3 separate regions of the Gossypium hirsutum genome follow, and all the other regions are linked to region 1. The links are chromatin contacts, called in public Hi-C maps. All regions are on one chromosome and are shown on one strand. The core of a region is the stretch at or near the end of the contact, and the rest is flanking DNA. Distances in the headings are between cores, read along the strand shown. Region 1 has its middle 49 kb from the start of LOC107889214. Region 2 holds the start of LOC107889214 (transcription factor LHW). Region 3 holds the start of LOC107899692 (coiled-coil domain-containing protein R3HCC1L).

Evidence for each region. Hi-C and Micro-C count contacts between places; a contact is called where the count stands out from the background.
Region 2: a contact with region 1 is called in a Hi-C map of hypocotyl, with 7 times the contacts expected there. The contact joins the promoter of LOC107889214 here to the enhancer-like site in region 1. A contact is called at or near these places in 19 of 34 Hi-C or Micro-C datasets (anther, callus, fibers and 3 more).
Region 3: a contact with region 1 is called in a Hi-C map of leaf, with 3 times the contacts expected there. The contact joins the promoter of LOC107899692 here to the enhancer-like site in region 1. A contact is called at or near these places in 7 of 34 Hi-C or Micro-C datasets (callus, hypocotyl, leaf and 1 more).

The regions. Positions count from the first base shown.
Region 1 is chrD09:38,505,196-38,509,675 of Gossypium_hirsutum_v2.1, reverse strand. No RefSeq gene overlaps it. Among protein-coding and RNA genes, the nearest start is that of LOC107889214, 49 kb to the right of the region's middle. Within about 2 kb of position 2,030, at least 5 of the 9 cell types and tissues checked have an H3K27ac peak or open chromatin away from gene starts, as enhancers often do. A contact at or near this core is called in hypocotyl and leaf, where this site is marked.
Region 2 is chrD09:38,455,431-38,460,210 of Gossypium_hirsutum_v2.1, reverse strand. It overlaps LOC107889214 (transcription factor LHW), which reads left to right and starts at 1,724. Exons shown (of 10, transcript XM_016813569.2): 1 at 1,724-2,452; 2 at 3,440-3,658; 3 at 3,781-3,862; 4 at 4,213-4,254; 5 at 4,334-4,393; 6 at 4,675-4,780. The coding sequence starts at 2,358.
Region 3 is chrD09:38,556,387-38,561,439 of Gossypium_hirsutum_v2.1, reverse strand. It overlaps LOC107899692 (coiled-coil domain-containing protein R3HCC1L), which reads right to left and starts at 1,986. Exons shown (of 7, transcript XM_016825500.2): 1 at 1,484-1,986; 2 at 1,306-1,394; 3 at 1,001-1,066; 4 at 638-874; 5 at 1-84. The coding sequence starts at 1,737.

The sequences.
Region 1 (4,480 bases), core at 781-3,280:
TATAAAAATAATTTGTGTATTTTATAATGTTATAACAAAAAAAATATTTTTTTGGTGAATTACAAGAGGAGAGCAAAGCCCTAATAGCAACACAACTAGCACGACTCAAACCCAAGCCACACCTAGGGCAGTGAACACCCTGACCATCAGGCCAACATGTGGGTTTATGGTCAAAAAATGTATTATAAAAAAATTACATGTTATAAAAGTGTTATAATATATTTATTTATAAAAATTTATCATCAATAATTATGAACATAACTTATTTATGTGTTCATGCTATATATTATAAAAATATATATTTCTAAAGTTATGGAAAAATATATATTTATCATAAAAAATATGCACTAGAACAATTAGATAAAATTGAATATGATGTTTATTTTTCTTGTTATTTTTATTAATAATTGTATTATCAACTACTTTTTTAGACTAACATAATACATATGATGATTTGATTTTAAATTTTGTGACTGGTTTAGAAAATATTTTTATCATACAAATAATTTTTTATACTAATTAATATTTATTAAAAACATAAAATATGTTACTATGTAATTATAATTTGTACTACCAAATATGATATGGAGAATTACAATGTAATTACATTCTACCAACGAAATACGTTTAGGGAATTACAATTATTTGTAATTGCAAGAGAGTGTAATTACTGAAAAATTATTTAATTTATTTAAATTTATTATACAATTAATAATTACTAAAAATTAAATTTAAGATACAATATGATATAAAGTGTCATAAATTTGAATTAATTAACCTATAATACTTGTAATTGGCTTTATGAATATGAAAGTATGATATTTATATTGAATAATTTCTTGAATAATGGTTGTTATTTGTTTAGTTGTTAGATTTAGAGGATGAGAAGGAAAAGTTTATTATATAGTTTTCTTTTACTTATGAATATAGAGAGGTGTATATTTTTTATTAAATGTTTATCATATAGTTCCCTTGTTGGAAGCTTCAAAACGACGTCTAAAGGAAGAGAGTCGCGTGGCAAGGGATCAATTGAATTCCATCAATAAAGAACTATCACTAGGGAAGAGGATCTGGTGGAACAGATAATTATAACTAGGGTTAGCTACTACGTGTGGACGCTCTTAGAAGTGCAACCCATATCTAGGTCATTAGGCTTCACTGGGGTCTTTTTTGAGTTGTTATGTCCTGTGCTAGAGGGGTTTGACGTGATAAATCCTTTTATAGAAGCAATGAAGAATGCCCACATAATGATTGCTGCAAAGGAAGTTGCTTTAGAGGCTACCTTAGGCTTTGAATCTGTTGTTACTTAAGCGACAACCTTCGCTGCTAAAAATGATTTCGTTGATGATTCAATGTTTATGTTGTTTTTGCGCAATTTTTTAATAATTTTAACTAGTTATTTTGTTGGATGAACGGGGGTGAAGACTTTTTAAAGCTACCATGGGTGATTGTAAGGCAATTGTCTGGAGTGATGATGAGGGTTCAAGGTTCTGTACATTGGTGATGATTAAGATGAGTTACTTAGTAGGAGAATCCATAGACTTTGTTCAAAGGGGATCCGCACAAATTAACGGTACTAACTGTTGATGCCAATTTAACAAGCTGGTTTATGGTGGGTTGGAGGAATGCTTCAAGTGATCTGCAAGATAGAAAACTAGTCTAAATTGTCCTCTAGAGTACCTTCTGATGCTTAAATCAGTAAGATATTAGATAGAAGGCTTGAATCATGCAATGTTTCTGGGAAAGGTTTTTCATTCCTAGTCAAGGCTATTGTAGTGAGCATTTATTTATCTTGTAATACTTGCCTGAAGCTACTCGATCTTGTGTGAGATCTAATTGTTATACTAGATTGGAAAATTAGCTCCTTTCTACATTTTCAAGATTATTAGATCCCTGTTATAATCTATTTAACAGCTTGACCTGAAGGAAACTTCCTCCTCTTTCATGAAGGCATAAGGACGATGTTTATACGAGCTTTCAGGCTTTGCAGGGAAAAGGTCCCTTATGAGGCCTTTTAGGCTCACTCCTATTATGCTATGGCAAGTAACCTTTTGTGGGTCCTTTTGATTGCCTAGGCTAGCTTGATCGTTGTTTGAGCCTTTTATACTATTCTAATAGGTTGAAATTACATATTTTATGACAATAAAAATATAATTACAAGATATAAATTAAAATAAATTAATAATTTAAGTTATTAATATTTTTTTTAAAATTATACTTTAGTTATCGTCTTTTTGGATTATTTTTTTAGTTCGAATCATTCTAAATTCTAATCATTTTAGATAAAGATAAATCCAAAATTAAAGTGAAACCAATTCATTTTTTTACACTTTAATGGGTAAATCAAATTAGATTGAATTTAAATTTAATAAGTGAAATTTTGAAGTTTAGATAATATTTAACTAAAAAGATATGAAATAAGTTGGAATTTGTTTTTTTTTTTACCTTCATCCTTTTGGGTGATTTATATCATTCTAAATAGGGTTAATATGTAATTTATCCTTTGAATTTGTCCAAAAAATATTTAGTTGGCACCTGAACTTGTATTCCGTCATACATATTTCCCCAATTTCTTAACAACCTTATTTTTTTAAGAGTTAACATATAGTTTATCCTTTGAACTTGTCCAAAAGTACCTATTTAGTATCAAAACTTGTTCAAAAAGTACCTAGTTGGTATCTGAACTTGTCAAAAAAATATACTTTTTTAAATTAATTTTTATTTTTAAAATATTTTTATTTTTTTAATTTGTATCCACCACACGTCATACTGAGAAGATGTCATGTCTCATTATAAAATTGATCATCAGTGCCACGTCAGTACAAACTAACGGTGTTAGTATGGAGGTACCAACTTAGATTATGAAATACAAATTTATGTACCAACTAAGTACTTTTAGACAAGTTAAAAAAGAAGCAAAGGAAAAAAAAAACAAATTTATTCTAACTAATGATTGTTTGCTAGTTTTATTTTAAGAAAGTATTCTTTGAACTAATTGAAAAGAAATAATGAATTATTTTGTAATTCAACTTTATAAAAAATAATTTATTTTAGTCATTTATTTTATTATTTTGTCTCTTTTAATTTTTGAATTTACTTTATTTATCAAAACATCTCAAAATGATGAAAATTTTAATATTTATTAACTTTGTTGATGTGGCATCCATGTGTATGCCATGTTAACGATTAATTAATTTTTAAAATAAGAAAACATTAAAAATATATATTTACAATTTTTATATTTTTCAATAGTTTCAATAATTTTTTGAATGTTTTAAAATTTAAAATTTTAAAAATTATTAATTATTAATGTGGCATTCACGTAACAATTCATGTATATGCCACATCAGCAAAGTTAACAACTATTAATTTTATTCATTTATTTTGGAGCAATTTGATAAAAAAATAAAAGTTTAAAAATTAAAAAAATTAAAAATTAAATAAAATGATAAAATGATTTTTTTTTTTAAGTTGGAGTGGAAATCTGGATTCTCATCAATCAAGGATATACGTACACCCGATATCCAGTTCAAATTGAATACTGATCACTTGTCCATTAATTATTTTATGGCATGAAACGTGTTGTACACGTTTGTATTCGTCGTAGTGATGCTCCCCACCAGCCCCATTTCAAAACAAGAGCCCATCCTATGAATCTGAACTAAAATTTGCAGTCTTTGACCAGTACCATTAATATTGAAGTTTACATATATGAGCCAACTCAAGGAAAAAATGATGGTCTATCATGGAACTTTTTGCAAAAAAGGATAATGGGAATCATATATGCATTCTCGAACCTTTTTATTGGGTCTCTCTACCTTGGAAGCACAATCATAAATGAACGTCATCATGCTCTAGTTTGCGATTACCATCATTTCAATTTTTTGAGAATGGGATATATTTCACATATGGAGTAAATCTCTAATATATGACCAATTCTTGTTAAGCTCACTTAATCCATATCATGTTCATTAGATCATCAACACTTGTTTTTCCATTTTCCTTTACCAAAGTGTCCAACCTTATAATCATAGCACATAAAGCTCGGGCTCCAAGCAAAAATGTGTATACCATTAGACGACATTGCCTTTTTGCTCTCGAAAGATGCAAAGCAGATTAATTTTGTAGCTTATGGTGATTGATGAAGGATGGATATGCACAAATAGGGTAGCAATCATGCTCATAATTCAGGCTAATTTTTTTCAATCTGCAAGCAATGGCCATTAATAAAGGATAATGGTTACCACAAAATGTGGAAAGAAAACAAGTTGCTAAAATCTTTTGTCTTGTCAGGAATGCTATCACCTGACCCTATCTCTACTACTTTTGCAGTACAAGCATTTCTAATTCTTATCCACTTCATTATATCACTCATTTTATCTCTATTTGTTCATACTTTTTAAGTAAATAAAAATAGAAAAGAAGAGGCCAATGAGTTAGATAACTCGATTTAGATTCAAGCAATAGCATACATGATTGA
Region 2 (4,780 bases), core at 475-2,974, 49 kb after region 1:
ATCAACTTCCGATCGAATTAAATTTATCCACATACCGATTAACCGAATTAGATCAATTCGATTGATTAATTTGATTTTAACTGAATTATGAATACCATTAAATATGAATAGATAACTTTTTATATACTTTTTGGCACACTTATTTTGGAAATCTCGGGGTGGCCAAGTGGCAACAATGTCCTAATTCATCAAAGTGGTGGTTTGATTCCAACTAGAGACTTATTTTGTTATGTGATTTTTGAATCTCATATATGTTTGATTTTAATAGATTCTATACGCACATAAAGACTAAAATATGAAGTTAAGGCAATGGCTAGTTATTGGTGTTGGTTCCTAAGTAGACTTGTTCATGGGACAGGCTGGAAGATCTGTCCAAAATGTGAGAGGGTTTGAGCAAATATATGTTTGAAAAATGAGCTTAGATAAAAAATAGGGCCCGTTAAAAAAACGAGTTAGGCCTCGGGTAAGATATTTTTGGCCTAGGCCCGACCCAACCCAACTCAACCCAAATTCACTGAAGGAAAAAAAAGCTATTTTTTTGTTTTTTAATGTTATTTTCTTGTTGTTTTCTCCCTATTTTGCTACCATTTTACTATTTTGTTACTACTATTTTGTTGATATTATTTTGATATTGTATAAAACTTGTTTTATTGTTAATTTTGTTATTATTTTAGAGGCATTTGTTAATTCTGTTATTATTTTAGAGGCATTTGCTTGATAAGTTATATCTATCTTAGTGTTATTTAAGTATATATATTTTTTAAAATTCATTTTTAATTTGCTGGAAAATATTTATCTTAATGTTTTTAATATTTTTGATGTATTATATATATTTAAAAATTATATAAAAATAATATAAAAATTAATACGGACGGGCCAAATCGGACTCGGGTTTTAACATTTTTATTCAGGCCGGACTTGGATAAAATTATAGAAATATATTATACCATAAAAAAAGAATACAAATAAACAAAAGAATAAATTTATGAAAGTTGTTTATTATAATTTATTTTTATTTTTAAAATTTATGAAAGTTGTTTATTATAATTTATTTTTATTTTTATTTTTATAATTGAGGATGGAGTTGCTTGGAATCCAACACGATTAAAACATAATACTATTCTCACTACGTTAAAAGATTGTTGGCGTAATTTATTTATTTATTTATATTTTAAAATTAATTTTGAAATTAACTTTTCTTTTGTGAATTTCATCAAATAATTTGGTGTAAATTATTTTTTAAAATATATAATAATGTAACATATATACTTAAATATTTTTATACAGTTTTACATATGCAAAAAATAAAAAATAAAAATCTAGCGGTCACAAAATGTTTAAATACATATGAGATGTCCACATCAAACATTTTGTTAGAATTAACTGAAAGTAAGTTAAACTTAAAGATTGAAATATACATTTCCAAAAATAAAGGGACTTGATATGAACAAATTAATTGAAAAGAATATCAAATTATAATAGAGGGATTAAATTTTCCAAAAGCATATAATACAGGGACCTTATATAGAATTTAACCATATACGAATGATAATATCAGTTTTACGCTCATGGCTCACCTGCAAATTACGAAAGCAAAGAAAGAGAGAAACTTTCTTTTGGTTTTTCCAAAAAAATAAAAATAAAAATAAAGGAAAAGAAAAGAAAATGATTTTAATAATATTATCCAAAAGGTCAGAAGCCGACAAAACTATCCTTCCATCAGGCATCAGTGGCATACCCTGTAAATTTGCCTTAACTCTCTGCTTATGTCTAAAAATCAACCCCTCTGTGGCGCACTTTAGAAGAAGAGAAGAGAAAATACAAGAAAGTGAAAAACCCACAAAACTGAGGAAAGAAAAGCTCTTTCAAGTTTCAACTAAAAATAGTGGAAGGAACCCCAAAATCTCTCTCAACTTCTATTTTTCTGTCTATCATTTGTGCGTGTTGTCTTTTTTTCCTTGTTTTTGGGAGTGAAAAAAAAATGGAGCAAATTTTGGCTATCTTCAAGCTTGAAGCTTGTGGCATCATCTAGGAGAAAAAAAAGTTTTCTTCTTTTGTTCAACTCCGTTTAGTAGTTTTTGTTAAAAGATAATAGTAGGGTTGATGGGGAGAGGTTGCAGGAGGATGATAGCAGGAAATTTGGATCCAGAAAGAAAAAGAAGTGGTGGGTTGAGAACGAAGCAGGCTGGTAGAGGCTCTTGTAGAGGAAGTTAGCTTTAGTTGCTACCCCCCCCTGTTTCTTATAAATGTGGAATATTACAAAGACTGCATTTTGAGTCGTTTTTTGTTGGTTGCTTTGCCTCAATATTATATATCTTTTGGTCTTTGAGAAGAAGGGAAAAAAAAGGAGAAGAGCTATGGGTGGTTTGTTGAAAGAAGCTTTGAAGTCACTTTGTGGGGTGAGTCAATGGTCTTATGCTGTGTTTTGGAAGATCGGCTGCCAGAATACTAGGTAAACTTCTATTCTTTTATTTTTATCCGCTTCATTTATTTGCTTTTTCTTTTTCTTTTTCTTGGGGTTGTTTGCTTGTGGAGAAAAATGAAGGGAAAATAAGAGAAACTTTAGTTTTTTTTCTATGGTGCTGTGCATGATTTTGCTTTGGTTTGGTTGCTCAAGTGAACTAAAGTTTTACTCCATTTGACTTGTATCTTCATTTGGTTTAGCTAATATAGTAGAAACAAAATACCTTCTTTTCCTCTATTTTTGGGGGTTAGATTCCATTTTTAGAATATCTAGCAATTTAAACTGATTTATAGATTCCCCCCTCCCCCCACATGATGGGGGTTAAAAAAGCGAACTTTTTAATAATTTTCTTGGAAACCAAACAGCGGAGGAGATCCACATAGCTGAAAGTGTTTTTCTTGTGTAGTACTGTTTATGGACTCTTGAGGAGCTAAACTTGTTTTAAGACATGTTAAAGTTTGATTTGGTTACTGTTATCTTGTACTTTTTTTTTTTTGATTTATAATCTGATTCTGCTTTTTCTTTTTTCTTTTCTATTTTTGGCACTTTGTGTTTTGGTTTATTCTGTTTTGTCTCAAAGAATCTTAGTGAAAAGTAGATATGTAGTTTAAGCTTGACAAGAAACCTTCTTTGTATTGGACCAATTCACTTCTGAAATCAATTGATTTAGAATTTTGTTTTCCTTTGTTTGATTGAGTAGAATCTGCTATTAGTTGCTTTTGTCATGGTCTGTTTGGCCTCTGGGGAAAATGTAGAGAGATGAAACAATATTAGAAACTTGGACAATGCACCTTTTTGTTACTTTATTTTTGAACTTATTGCTCCCAGTAGGATGATATTCTTGCAGTTAAATGCAACATATATGTTTATTTTCATTTGTTTTCTAAGCTTTTGGCATCATTATTATTGCCTTCATAAAGAAGAAAAAGGTTTTGCCTTCCTGGGCCATAAGTGTGCATATTTTGCACTTTGCAGGTTACTGATTTGGGAGGAATATTTCTATCAACCTGCACCGACTTCAGTCTCTCCATCCATTGTTGGAATTCGGAACCCTGAGTTGTCATTTGGAGAGCGGGAGGGATGCTGGGGTTCAGAAACTTCCTCTCAACTTGGGAGTCAAACATGGGATGACAAAGTCCATTTGCTGATAAACAAAATGATGATAAATAATCGTATTAATATAGTAGGTCAAGGGTAAGTTTTTCTCTACTTTCCAGTTTTCCACTTACAGCTTAATGTTATACTTTTAAGTTCTTTTCCTTATTTACCCCCCAAAAATAAATAAATATTGAGAAACTACTTACTTTGTTTTTCAGGTTAGTTGGCCGAGCTGCATTTACCGGTAATCATCAGTGGATTCTTGCAAATAATTATGTTACAGATGCTCACCCCCCAGAGGTATATTACTAATTGTAGCTTCTGATAATGACTATAACAGATAGTTCCATCCTATTAAGAAGAAATGGTGATTGTACCGTACATGATCAGTGCATGATTCTACATGTACTAGTTTTAAAGAATATCCAGGTTTCCATGCATCACATGTTAAAAGCAACAAACTTTTTTTCTTGTTTTGTGCATCAACTCTTGAGATAACGAGTTCAGATGCAAACTGAATGTGCACGGATAAAATATTTTCTCATGAACTTTGTTTTAACAGGAAGGGTTGAGATATCAGTTATTTTTTAAGCAACAAAACATAGAATGATGTAATTTATTTATTAATTTATTTTTGTGGATGCTTCTAGGTTATGAATGAGGTCCAACTCCAAGTTTCAGCTGGCATGCAGGTTTGATAATTTCTTCAATTCTAGCTCGTTATTTGGGTTTTATCCCTCTGCTTCATTATTTGATTTCTATCTATTGCAGACTGTTGCAGTCATTCCTGTTCTTCCTCATGGTGTTCTTCAGCTTGGTTCTTCCATGACTGTAAGCAGCTTTTGTTCGGTTATTCTAAGATGTTAAGGAACTATACTATATGTGTCTCTGTTCATTTTAATAGGTTTAAATGAGGTTTTTTTAGGTTCCATACTGTATGGCAGTGTCAGATCCAAGGCCCTATAAAGCGATATCATTGCTTTGCATTTTCCCTTTAAATGCAGCTGCTTTTCTCTGATTTTGCTCCTAACTGTGCATGCATGATTTTATAAAGCCAAAAGCATGTTAGTTGTCTTGAAGCTTAAGCATTTATCCTTTTCTTCCTCCTTCAGATTATGGAGAACATGGGATTTCTGAATGATGTGAAAAGTTTGATTCTTGGTTTGGGATGCATCCCTGGAGCACTTCTTTCTAACAACTATGGAACAAATGAATGCA
Region 3 (5,053 bases), core at 737-3,236, 52 kb before region 1:
CTTCAAACAGCTTCTCTAGGTCTGTTGTCCTAGTACTTGGTGAAAAGTCAGCCAAAACAAGAACATGATGCATGCCATATTTAGCTGCGTTAAAAAGAATTTCCAACCGTAAATGACTAGAAAGACATAAAAAGACAATACAAAAAAGTTAATTTGAGAATTGACTATCAAACTAAAATCAGCCATCCAATGTGATGAATCAAGGTTCAAGAGGTTCTATAGTAACATATCCAAATCCATTAAAAAACTTATTACTTGCCCCCAGTTGCAATTTGTATTCATCTTACTGAAATAAAAAAAATAAAAAAAGGATAGCCCAGAGTTCTCAACCTTATACAGCAACTTCCATTAAACTTGTTATATTGATATGTTTGACCAGTGTAAAAAGAAAGAAAGACCATAAATAACTTGAAACCGTTGAAAAAGATATGACAAGACAAAAGAAAGCTTGTCATCAAAACACAGTGTTAAATATTTCAGTTTGAAAGGAATTCTACATCCTATTAGATCAAGGCCTGGGAACAAGCAAATAAACATAGTTTCAAGTTCAATAAGAAAAGACTAAGCTATCTTATACATATACAGAGCATTTATGGAAAAAAAAAAAAAACTTGAATTGTGAGACATAAAGGCTTACATTCCATCGTTTTTGTTTCAGGGTGTTTGCACACATCCTCATTATCAGTATCTTTCGATGCAGACACATCGGAGAGTCGATCGCTATACAATTCAGTTTTTCTATATGAAAATGTTCCCCTTCCCCGTCTCTTAGGGGCTTCAACTTTACTATCCTCCAAAGAAAGATTTGACACTCCAGGCAAGCATTCTGAGGAGAGTAATTCACTTGGTTCACGATCTGCAATGGCTTCCCAATCTGTACAAACCATTAGAATTGCAATTCCATAACAGGTCATCCAAAAAACTATTATACAGACATTTCAGAGAACCAAAAAAAGAGAAAGAACCATTCAGAGGGAAAAGCTATTGAAACGAAACATACCATCATCTGAAGATGATTTGAGTGTCCAACAATCACCAGGCAATACTGGTAACTTTTCAAGATTCCCTTTTGCAAAAAGATATAAAAAGAAAAATCAGTTCCACATAATTCATAGAGATACATACAATAAAATCCCCCCCCCCAAAAATGCAGACATATTAGGTTTTCCATCACACTACCCTACAAAAGAAGAAAAATTCTGCAAGGCACCGAAATACTATATGTGCATTCAAAAACCAAAAAAAAGTAGCAAACTCGATCCTCAAACGAAGGTTAAGGTAAAGAGTAAGTATATTGAGTTGTACCATGAGTCAAAGGATTGTCATTTTCAGCCAAAGAAACATCAGATGAAGTTAAGGAATCCTCCTTCAAGTCCTTGTTTTTCAGCCCTATACTGACGTTGGAAAAAGAAAAAGGCAAGAAAATTTTAGCATTGAAATTATTTCTATTTACATTAACAATAAATGAAAAGAAAGAGAGTACCTTGAAGAGTGAGCATGATGCTTGAGAAGAGAAGCGCGTGAAAGAAGTTGATCGGATTTAAGGGAGAAACCGATGGAGGAATAGAGAGAAGCTAAGTCAGAGAGAGCAGATGGTAATCGGAGGTCGTCGGAGGAGGACGCCGTCTGGAGTTGGGAAATGAGATTTTCGAGGAAGGAAATAGCGCCTTGCGTGTCTCCAGCAGCCACCAGATCCTCTACTTTCTCACTCCAACTCTCGTCTCCTCCTTTTTCCATTTTTCTTGTTTCCTTATTCCTCTTTGGTTGCTCTGTTTCTTCACACACACTTCATCACAACAAATCTGTGGCATATTTTATTTTTAAGCTCAGCTCAGCACAGCCAAGCCCAAATTAAAACACAAACTCTTTTAACTCTTCCTTTTGGGCCTAAAGAGAGAGAAAATAACACATATTTTTATTTTTGAGATTAGAGCAGCAGTTTTTTTTTTAAGTAGGAGAATGCACGAAAATGATATTGTTGAACCTGAACATGCACACTAAAATAAATCTAAAAAAAATAAAAGAAAAATCAATTAAGAATATGAATATAATTTTTTTATCATTTAATTGAATTTATTTATTTTTACATATAAAAACTCATAATTTGAAAAAGTAATAAAAGTAATGTATTAATTAATTAATCTAAGGTGTTGTTTGATAAATTGAAGAAAAAAATTAAGTATTGAAAATTTAACTATTAATTTAAGTTATAAAATTTGTTTGATAAATTACTTAAATTTAATTATTAAATATAATTAAATTGTTTGATAAATATAAAATTTAAATTATAAAAAATTAATTTTTATATTTTATCTTTAATTTTTAAACATTTCACCTTATTCTAAAAATTTAAAATTTTAAATGTAAAATTTTTTAGGATAATATAATATTAAATTAAATTAAATTAATCGAACCTATTATCTTTTTATATTTTTATAAAAGAAATCTATAAAACTGTTTTAATTTTGGATTATCAAACATATATAAAAATTAAAAAAAAAATTCAATAATTGAAGGACACCAAAGTTTTTGATGTTACAGTTGTCTAGTTTATATGGAGAAGAAAATCAGTTTGAAAGGTAATCTAATTGGCGCCTGCAACATAATAGCTATGGCTGAAATCATATAACTAATGAAGTCACAGAATACAATTTTGTATTTTGTCAAGTTTAAACAAGAGATATTATTTTAAGCTCTGTAAATAGGGTTTATGTTTAGTTGATCTAATAAATCCTTTTATTTTATATGACTTTATATTTGTTGCAATTCAATAATTCTTTAATTATGACAACTGAAGCGTTAAACAATATGTTAAGGCCATCAAACCAATGGCTATGATAAGTCACAGTGCATGTGCCTTGCTGCCAAAGAAGTATGCCAACCAATAAGCAAGCTGATTTTTTCTCTAGCAATCTGCTTGATTGGATGGAATCTAATTTATGTAGTCCTTTAAGGATGCTGAGTATAGGGATCACTTGGTCTAGTTTTTTGGGTTTAATTCTTTGACGGATATGGAAAAATAGAAATTTTTTTTTTATGTTTCAAGAAATTTTTTGGACTTTTTCTGAAACTATCAGTTCATCTGTTGGTTAGACTAAACAGTTCAATTTAGCTCATAAGAATGGTTCACAAGACAACTTAGAACCGTTTTTAATTTACCTTCATCAGGTAATTGGGTTATCTTACATATTGATGGTGTTGTTCAGTCAAATGCAGGTTTTGCTGTTGTTGGGAGTGTAGTGAGAAAATAAAATGGAGATTGAATCTTAGGTTTCAATAATTATTTAGGGGACTATTCGGTTTTTAAGGTCGAGCTTTGAGGTGTCATGAATGGTCTGATTCTTCTCAAAAGACGAGGGTTTAACAAGGTCTTGATTCATACTAGCAGTTTAGAGGTGGCTAATACCTTCTAGGATAGACAATTGACGAATTCATCCTCAAACTTGATGAGAAGGATTAATTGAAAATTAAACGCTATGGATCAATGGAGCATCGGACACATTCCAAGGGAGAGTAATTAAGTGGTTGATTGCATAGTTAAGATAGCTTATAATAGGACAATTGTAATACAAATATTTGAAGATGTCTCTGAGCAGCTTGAGGTAGGATTATGTGCAGATAGAGTTAATGATTTTTTAGAATAGGATTGTTTAGTTTAATTTATTTGCGTTGTTTACTCACAAAAAAAAAAAGAAAAAAAAAGAAGTTAATTTGCTAGTTGGATAGTGAGCAAATTATAAGAAAGTTGATTTTTTTTTATATAAAATATGACTTCTATTTTTATAAGAAAGTTAATTTGGGTCTCATCATTTCAAATAAGCATAATAATAAATTTAGTTTTTAATATTTATATATTTTATCAATTTAACTTTTATCTTTTTAGATCTAAATTTGGTCTTGACCTTTCAAAAAGTAGTCAAATTATTATTTTTAATGAAAATACTGATTAAAACATTAATTTTTTAATAATATTAGCATAACAACATGCATGGTAGTTTAAATATGCTTTATGCAAACATAGCACTATTTTTCTTATATGTCATGTCAATAAATAATTTAATAATTATAAAATACTAAAAAATATAATAAAACAATTCAAAATTTAAAAAATATAAAAAAATCAAAAAAATTAGCTTGAAGTACATGTGAATTGCCATATAAATTTTCATGTCTACAATTCAACATTTTAGTAAATATTTTTATTAAAAAAATAGTATTTTAACTCTTTTTGAAAGGTTGATGCTCAAAAGAATAAAAATTAAATTGACAAAAAATATAAACATTAACGATAAAATTTATCATTATAACTTTAAAATATTAACATTTCAAAGTATATTTTTAAAGATATTGCAATCTCACAAATTCCAAATATATATTGGGACTTTAATGGATAATTTGCTTGATTTTCTTCATAAACTTGTACCCCTAAACATAAAAGAAGTTCTGGGTTGTTTTTGTATTAAATTTAATCTTATTATTTCTAAGGTTAAGATTTAAAATTTTATTTTTGATGATTTTTTTATTGATATGCATTGAAATCTACAAATTTCAAATATAAAAAGAAAATAATTAAAAAAAATCAAAGTTTCGTTATTTTTTACGGGGTAAATTGTAAAAATAGACATTTTTGTTTGTCTTAGATTACATTTTAGTCACTTATGTTTGAAATGTTACGTTTTAGTCACTTTCATTAATATTTTGTTACGAAGTGATCACTCTACCGTCAAGCTCCGTTACCTCCCAAATGGCGGTCCTATGTGGTGGTTCTACATGACAATCCAAATGAGTTTTAAATTTCAACTTGGATGTCCTAGTGGTAGTCCAAATTAAATTTATTTAATTAAAAACCTATTTTCATCTCAACAATTGGACATCCAAGTTTGCATTTAAAACTCATTCGAATTGCCACATAGGACTACCTTTAGAGAGGTAACGAAGTTTAATAGTAGAGTGACCACTTTGTAACAAAATGATAACGTAAGTGACTAAAATGTAACAATTGAAACATAAGTGATTAAAATGTAATTTGAGGCAAACAAAAATGACTATTTTT